Linked DNA regions of Mus musculus: region 1 is linked to region 2. A link is a contact called in public HiChIP or PLAC-seq data. All regions are on one chromosome and are shown on one strand. The core of a region is the stretch at or near the end of the contact, and the rest is flanking DNA. Distances in the headings are between cores, read along the strand shown.

The links. HiChIP or PLAC-seq counts read pairs in DNA pulled down with a chosen protein or histone mark.
Region 1: an H3K27ac HiChIP or PLAC-seq map of large pre-B cells shows a contact between it and region 2, with 4 times the contacts expected there. The contact joins two enhancer-like sites. A contact is called at or near these places in 1 of 15 datasets of contacts at CTCF or cohesin (large pre-B cells), 2 of 484 Hi-C or Micro-C datasets (cortical neurons and nephron progenitors) and 4 of 115 datasets of contacts at active chromatin or transcription factors (differentiating embryonic stem cells, embryonic basal ganglia, embryonic stem cells and 1 more).

The regions. Positions count from the first base shown.
Region 1 is chr10:119,064,131-119,067,094 of GRCm38.p6, reverse strand. No RefSeq gene overlaps it. Among named protein-coding and RNA genes, the nearest start is that of Gm33861, 11 kb to the left of the region's middle. Within about 2 kb of position 1,519, at least 142 of the 459 cell types and tissues checked have an H3K27ac peak or open chromatin away from gene starts, as enhancers often do.
Region 2 is chr10:118,500,029-118,503,093 of GRCm38.p6, reverse strand. Ifngas1 (Ifng antisense RNA 1) reads left to right here. Exons shown (of 5, transcript NR_104123.1): 5 at 410-1,059. Among named protein-coding and RNA genes, the nearest start is that of Ifngas1, 55 kb to the left of the region's middle. Within about 2 kb of position 1,278, at least 12 of the 459 cell types and tissues checked have an H3K27ac peak or open chromatin away from gene starts, as enhancers often do.

The sequences.
Region 1 (2,964 bases), core at 270-2,769, 560 kb before region 2:
AAATTCCTAGCCAAATGGATGGACCTGGAGAGCATCATCCTGAGTGAGGTAACACAATCACAAAGGAACTCACACAATATGTACTCACTGATAAGTGGATACTAGCCCAAAACCTAGGATACCCACGATATAAGATACAATTTCCTAAACACATGAAACTCAAGAAAAATGAAGACTGAAGTGTGGACACTATGCCCCTCCTTAGAAGTGGGAACAAAACACCCATGGAAGGAGTTACAGAAACAAAGTTTGGAGCTGAGATGAAAGGATGGACCATGTAGAGACTGCCATAGCCAGGGATCCACCCCATAATCAGCATCCAAACGCTGACACCATTGCATATACTAGCAAGATTTTATCGAAAGGACCCAGATGTAGCTGTCTCTTGTGAGACTATGCCGGGGCCTAGCAAACACAGAAGTGGATGCTCACAGTCAGCTAATGGATGGATCACAGGGCTCCCAATGGAGGAGCTAGAGAAAGTACCCAAGGAGCTAAAGGGATCTTCAACCCTATAGGTGGAACAACATTATGAACTAACCAGTACCCCTGAGCTCTTGACTCTAGCTGCATATGTATCAAAAGATGGCCTAGTCGGCCATCACTGGAAAGAGAGGCCCATTGGACACGCAGACTTTGTGTGCCCCGGTACAGGGGAACGCCAGGGCCAAAGGGGGGGAGTGGGTGGGTAGGGGAGTGGGGGTGGGTGGGTAAGGGGGACTTTTGGTATAGCATTGGAAATGTAAATGAGCTAAATACCTAATAAAAAATGGAAAAAAAAAAAAAACAAAAAAAAAAAACAAAAAAAAACAAAAAAAAAAAAAAAAAAAAAAAAAAAAAAAAAAAGAAGCACTCTGCAAAGGGACAAAGCAGGAAGCCGCTGAGGCTGAGAAGGACGGACCAGGACAGCGCCCTCTAGTGGGACGTGGCTTCTAGATTAATAGGCCTGGCAGCAAGCTCGCTTTTGCTGGTTTTTAAAGCAGCAAAGGGTAATTTTCCCACGTGGATTTATGTTTGAAGATATCCCTAGAAGGTTTAAGCACAATTTCTGGTTGCTTTTAACAACTGGTAATCTCAACTCGGTATGCAATTCAAATGACGGCATTTTCTTTTTTTCAGAGAGCCAGATTAACTGAGCACTATATTCCAAATAGGCGTGTTGTAAAAGTAGTTTTTGCATTTTGGAGTAAAGTGTTTTAAAATATGCTTTTGTAATTAGATTATATTTAAAAAAACAAAACAAAACAAAAAACCTTATCTTTCCCACCTGGGCAGGGTTTAAACAAAGCCCAGGCAGTTTAAGGCTATTTTTAGTTCTGATTACTTATTCAGCTAAAATAATCCCAGGTTCAGCGGTTTATCTGGAGGAGGCACGACAGCTGGGCTCTCCCAGGCAGCCTCAGGTCAAAGCCTACGTCTTTATCAGGATCACGTGCTCTCCGCCTCCCCCGAGGACGGGAGGGAGAGCATACGAGGTGGCATGCTCTGTGACGCTAGTGTCGGTTTCACCAGCCTGGAGCCAGCAAAGTGGAGGAGAAACTGCTGATTCAGGGGCCTTCGATATGGCTGAGCTCACAGCAGGGAAAATAGGTCACTAATGACACGTGGCAAGAAGCCAAAAAAAAAAAAAAAAACCCAAAACAAAACAAAAAAACCCAGTGGCCAGGAGTTCTGAGAGGTCTGCCAAGGTCTGCCATGGGCAGGATCCATTGTCCTTGAATTCCAGAAAGAAAGCAGCGTGCTTTAATTTACTTAAAGTAGTCACAGGGCCACGGGACTCACGGGCTAAGACCATGATCTGGTCCCCCGTACACCGCGATGGCCCCAGAGTCCCTTCGCTTTGAGTTCTCAAGCTGAGACTATTGCTTGTTTTCCTCCGAGGCAGCAGGGGCAAAAGTGGCAATCTTAGCCTCCGTGCTTTCTTGTCCACTGAAGGGGTTCGCATCAGCGTGGCCTGAACCACGGCTGATCTTCGAGAAGCATCTCTCTGGTTCTAGGCAGAGGGTGTCCGGTGTGGTCCTTACGTGCTAAGACAGTGTTTTACTTTATCTTGGGGAGTGTCTCTCTGGACTGATGTGCCCTGGCTATGTTACTAGTTCTGTAGAAGAAGGAGGAGACGGAGAGAGAGGTTGGGAGTGTGTGGTGTAGACCCGGAGGTTCTTTCTCTCCCTTATCCCAGCCAACACCCCTGGAAGGATGCTAAATCAATTTTGTAGGAACAGCTCCAATACAGCAGGGTTGTCAGAGGAGCCCAAGGAAGCTCTTATCAGATGAGTTTCCAGGTCATGGTGCCATTGTTGGCAGAGGGACCACAGTTCAAGACACCCTGATCTAGGGTAGTCTTGGCCCTACCCACCTCATGAATAATTTCCACAATGCCTAGAACTTGCTCCACGGGTCAGTAATCACTTTAGAGTAAGACACATCTTGTTCATCTTTAATTTCCAGGCTCCATCAGTGCCCAGCACAGAGACAGAACGCAGAGCGCAGCGGTGGATCGCATTAGCCAGTGACTAAACCCTCTCGTGTGATAGTCTATCAGCAAATAAGATGGGTCGCAGAGCTGCTCTTCTCTAGGGCAGGGATTAGCCCACGTGGGATATTGATTTCCTTGACGGCCACTGATGAAATTGCTAAAATTAACATTAGAAATGACAGCGTGTCGAGATAAAAAGCTGGGTGGTATGATGTCATCAGAAGTGCCGGGGTTGAGGAAGAAGTCAGGCTGATTTTGGGAAAAATAAGCCTATCAAGTGGAGGGGAAGTGTACATACTATTTGTGATAAGGGACACCCTTTGTGAGTAGAGCATAATTAACACAGAGACCTGGGTGGGGGCATCGAGACATGGCTACATAGGTAGACAGGCAAACACAGGGATCTCATTGTGTATCCTCATCAGACATGTAAAAAGCCAGGCATAAGGGCCTGTAATACTAGTGCTGGAGATCTGGGAATGGGGATG
Region 2 (3,065 bases), core at 29-2,528:
CCAGAGAACGTGTGTTGGGATTGCCCTTTAAATGTATTAGTTAGTTAGGTCAAGGTGGGAAAGGGGCATGTATGGTGGGTAGGTAGCCTACCAAAGCCAAAGGATCGTCTCAAAAAACTTTTGTTAAATGCTTCCATTTCTCTCTGACATATAATGTATCTATAGTTAGATAGATAGATAGATAGATAGATAGGTAGACACATATATATTGGTGTATACGATACATATCAGAATAATAATGTAGGCAAAGGGAACTTATTATTTTACACTTACGAAGATTTATTGTCTTTATATTTTCAGTGTAGAAGCTTTGAATCACATGGTAAAGGGGTAAAACAGGAGTCCTCGAAGCCTTACCACCTTGAGATCCCCATAATCTGTCAAATATTCTCCCATTCTTTTCTAACAGTACCCGTGTGCTGGCCGGGCACACTATTCTACACAATGAGATCATGTTTCTTCCACTTGCTGACGTCCAGCCATCAGCCGCGGACATGCTCCAGCTTCAGTAACTCTTGTTCCAGGTCTCCCTCCTCTACCCTGTTGCATGTGCATTCACTTCAAACCCCAATACATGTTAGCAAACACGTGTTATCAGGTGGCCACATCAAAGACAGCTAGAACAAGTGAGGGAAGGTCAAGGGTCAAGGCTGGGTCAGAAGCCCAGGAAAAGCTGGGAGCAGGGATTCCAACAAGCTAAAGATGCCTCTCGCCTTCTTTCTTCTCCAGGTCCATCCCATGGACACTTCCTGCTGTGCAGCTTTCTCCACACCATAGGAATCATTACTCTGACTTCACTGGCTGGGATCTGGGGACACAGTGTTCACAGTCTCATTCTGAAATCCCTTGTTTGTCCCAATTGTCTGTTAGGATGTGGGGATCTCGCTTGTTCCATGAGAAATGGCAGAGGCTTTTCCTATAAAAGTAGCACACAAGACGACAGCATAATCTATGAAATCAATATTCTGTCCATGTGAGGTTTGTAACTTTTAGTACCACTTTGAATTAATGATGTTCAATGAACAGTTTAAAACTTTATAATAAATTGAATTTTAAGACATGTCTGATACTATTCATTATGATATACTCTTAAATGTTGGAGTCATTCAATTAATTGAGTCATTCAACAGTTTTTGTATCTGCTCACGCCAGTGAGTAGGGTGGGGTTATTTTGTTCTACTTGAATGAAAATCATAACAGAAAAGCAGTATTTATAGTCCTGCACCCTTGACTGCCACAGGCTTATGGGCTGGGCTGACAGACTCAGTCTTACATGCTTATGGTTTCATGTTTAAGAAGCCAGAGACATGCAGGGCCGTGTGTTTAGGTTAGAAAGCTTACTATTCTGGGCTGTGTGGCCGCCAGTTGCCCAGTCCTAGGAAGCTGGGCAACAGCCCCCAGTTCCCCAGTTCTACCAAGGAGGCCTCTCATGTGAGGAGGGATTGACAATCAGCAGTCTTGCATAAGAACAATTTACACACACACACACACACACACACACACACACACACACACCATCTATTGTGGAAGAGGAAGAGATAACCCTAGCCCCATCGTGAATGTAGTGATCTGTAGTCAGCTGTAGGCTTAGTGGACCTGAAACGCCATCTTCCAAGGTATATCCACGTTGCACAGGTTAGCTGCTCTTGTGGTTGGAGCGGGATCTCAAAGGATTTTTGTGGGTTTATTTGCTGAGGTTCTTGAAGCTGGAAGTTACAAAAGTGACTATGTCCTTTGGGAGGATTAATAGAATATGAAGACTTCAAGGTTAAGGGAATAAAGATTCTGAGAGGGAGTACAAATCACTGAGGTGAGAAGATGTCAGCATGGCGTCTTAGAGGGAGGTTCAAATGCTGCTGGTAAGTAAGATGAGGATGGGTAAATGACTGCTGGATTTAGGAATAGAGGCAACTATTGGGGACTTGGAATTTGGGGAGGTTAACATCTAGGGAGCAGTAGAAGGGCTTGATTACAACAGGGTCACCACAGGATGGGAAGAAAATGGGTACGGTGAGCATAGGCAACTCTGCCAGAGTTCATTTTCAACGTGAGCAAATCATGGAGCCTGCAGATAGAGGAGAATCAGGAGCAAACCCGGATTTCAGAATGACATAAAGTCAGTGTTCAGATGCTCATGAGAATAATCAACTATTAAGAAAGTGTTCGCGGTAAAGGAGACATCATTGCCGGAGAACATCCTCCAGGAGGCAAGAGCGCAAAGCATTCCAAGTACAATGAGCAGAGGGCAGAGGAAGATGTGGGTGGTGTGGGGGAGGGAGGGAGGGAGAGAAGGAAGCTCCTGCCTGATGCTGTCTCCATGAATACCTGGGTTTCTGCCTGACTTTTATCATGTCACCTCATGTGTATTGTCCTTTATCATGTGACCTAAGATACAGCCTGGGACGTGAGGAACTGGCTCACCTATTAACCTCAACCCCACCCTTAGGAGGTAGGTATACCTGTCTCTTACCCAGAATGTTATCTGTGCATTTAAACTCAACAGGCACTGCAAGGTTATAAAAAAATTCTTCTTGGAAATTCATACTTTTATTTCATATACTTAAGATTAATCCATCTGTATTATATTTTGAAGTATGGCTGAAGATATGGATTTTGTTTTGTTTTTTTTTTCCTGCAAGTGGTTCTCTGATTGCCGTAAGCCCATTTCCAGAAATAATCAATGTTTCTTTCATGATGTAAAGTCTCAGTGGGGTGAGAAGTACAGGCAGATACACCTTAGCCTTGTTTTATAATCACGTCATCTCCACTGGCCAAGAATGGCTAAGCGACTTAAAGTTCATTAAAAAACAAACAAACAAAAAACAAAACACTGATGAGCTAGGAATAAAATGCTAATTAACTCTCCCTCTCCCAAGAAAAAGATTTTCATGCACTTAGCTTATTATACTTAAAAATAATCTGCAGGGAAAACCAGTGGTAGAAAGACAATGTTATACGGCCTTGATGGTTAGTCTTGGACCAAACCAGAAACAGTGTGATGTCTTCTTTCCTAATTTTCTCAGAATGAGTCGCAAGGTGAGATGTCACATTTGCCTTATCTATCA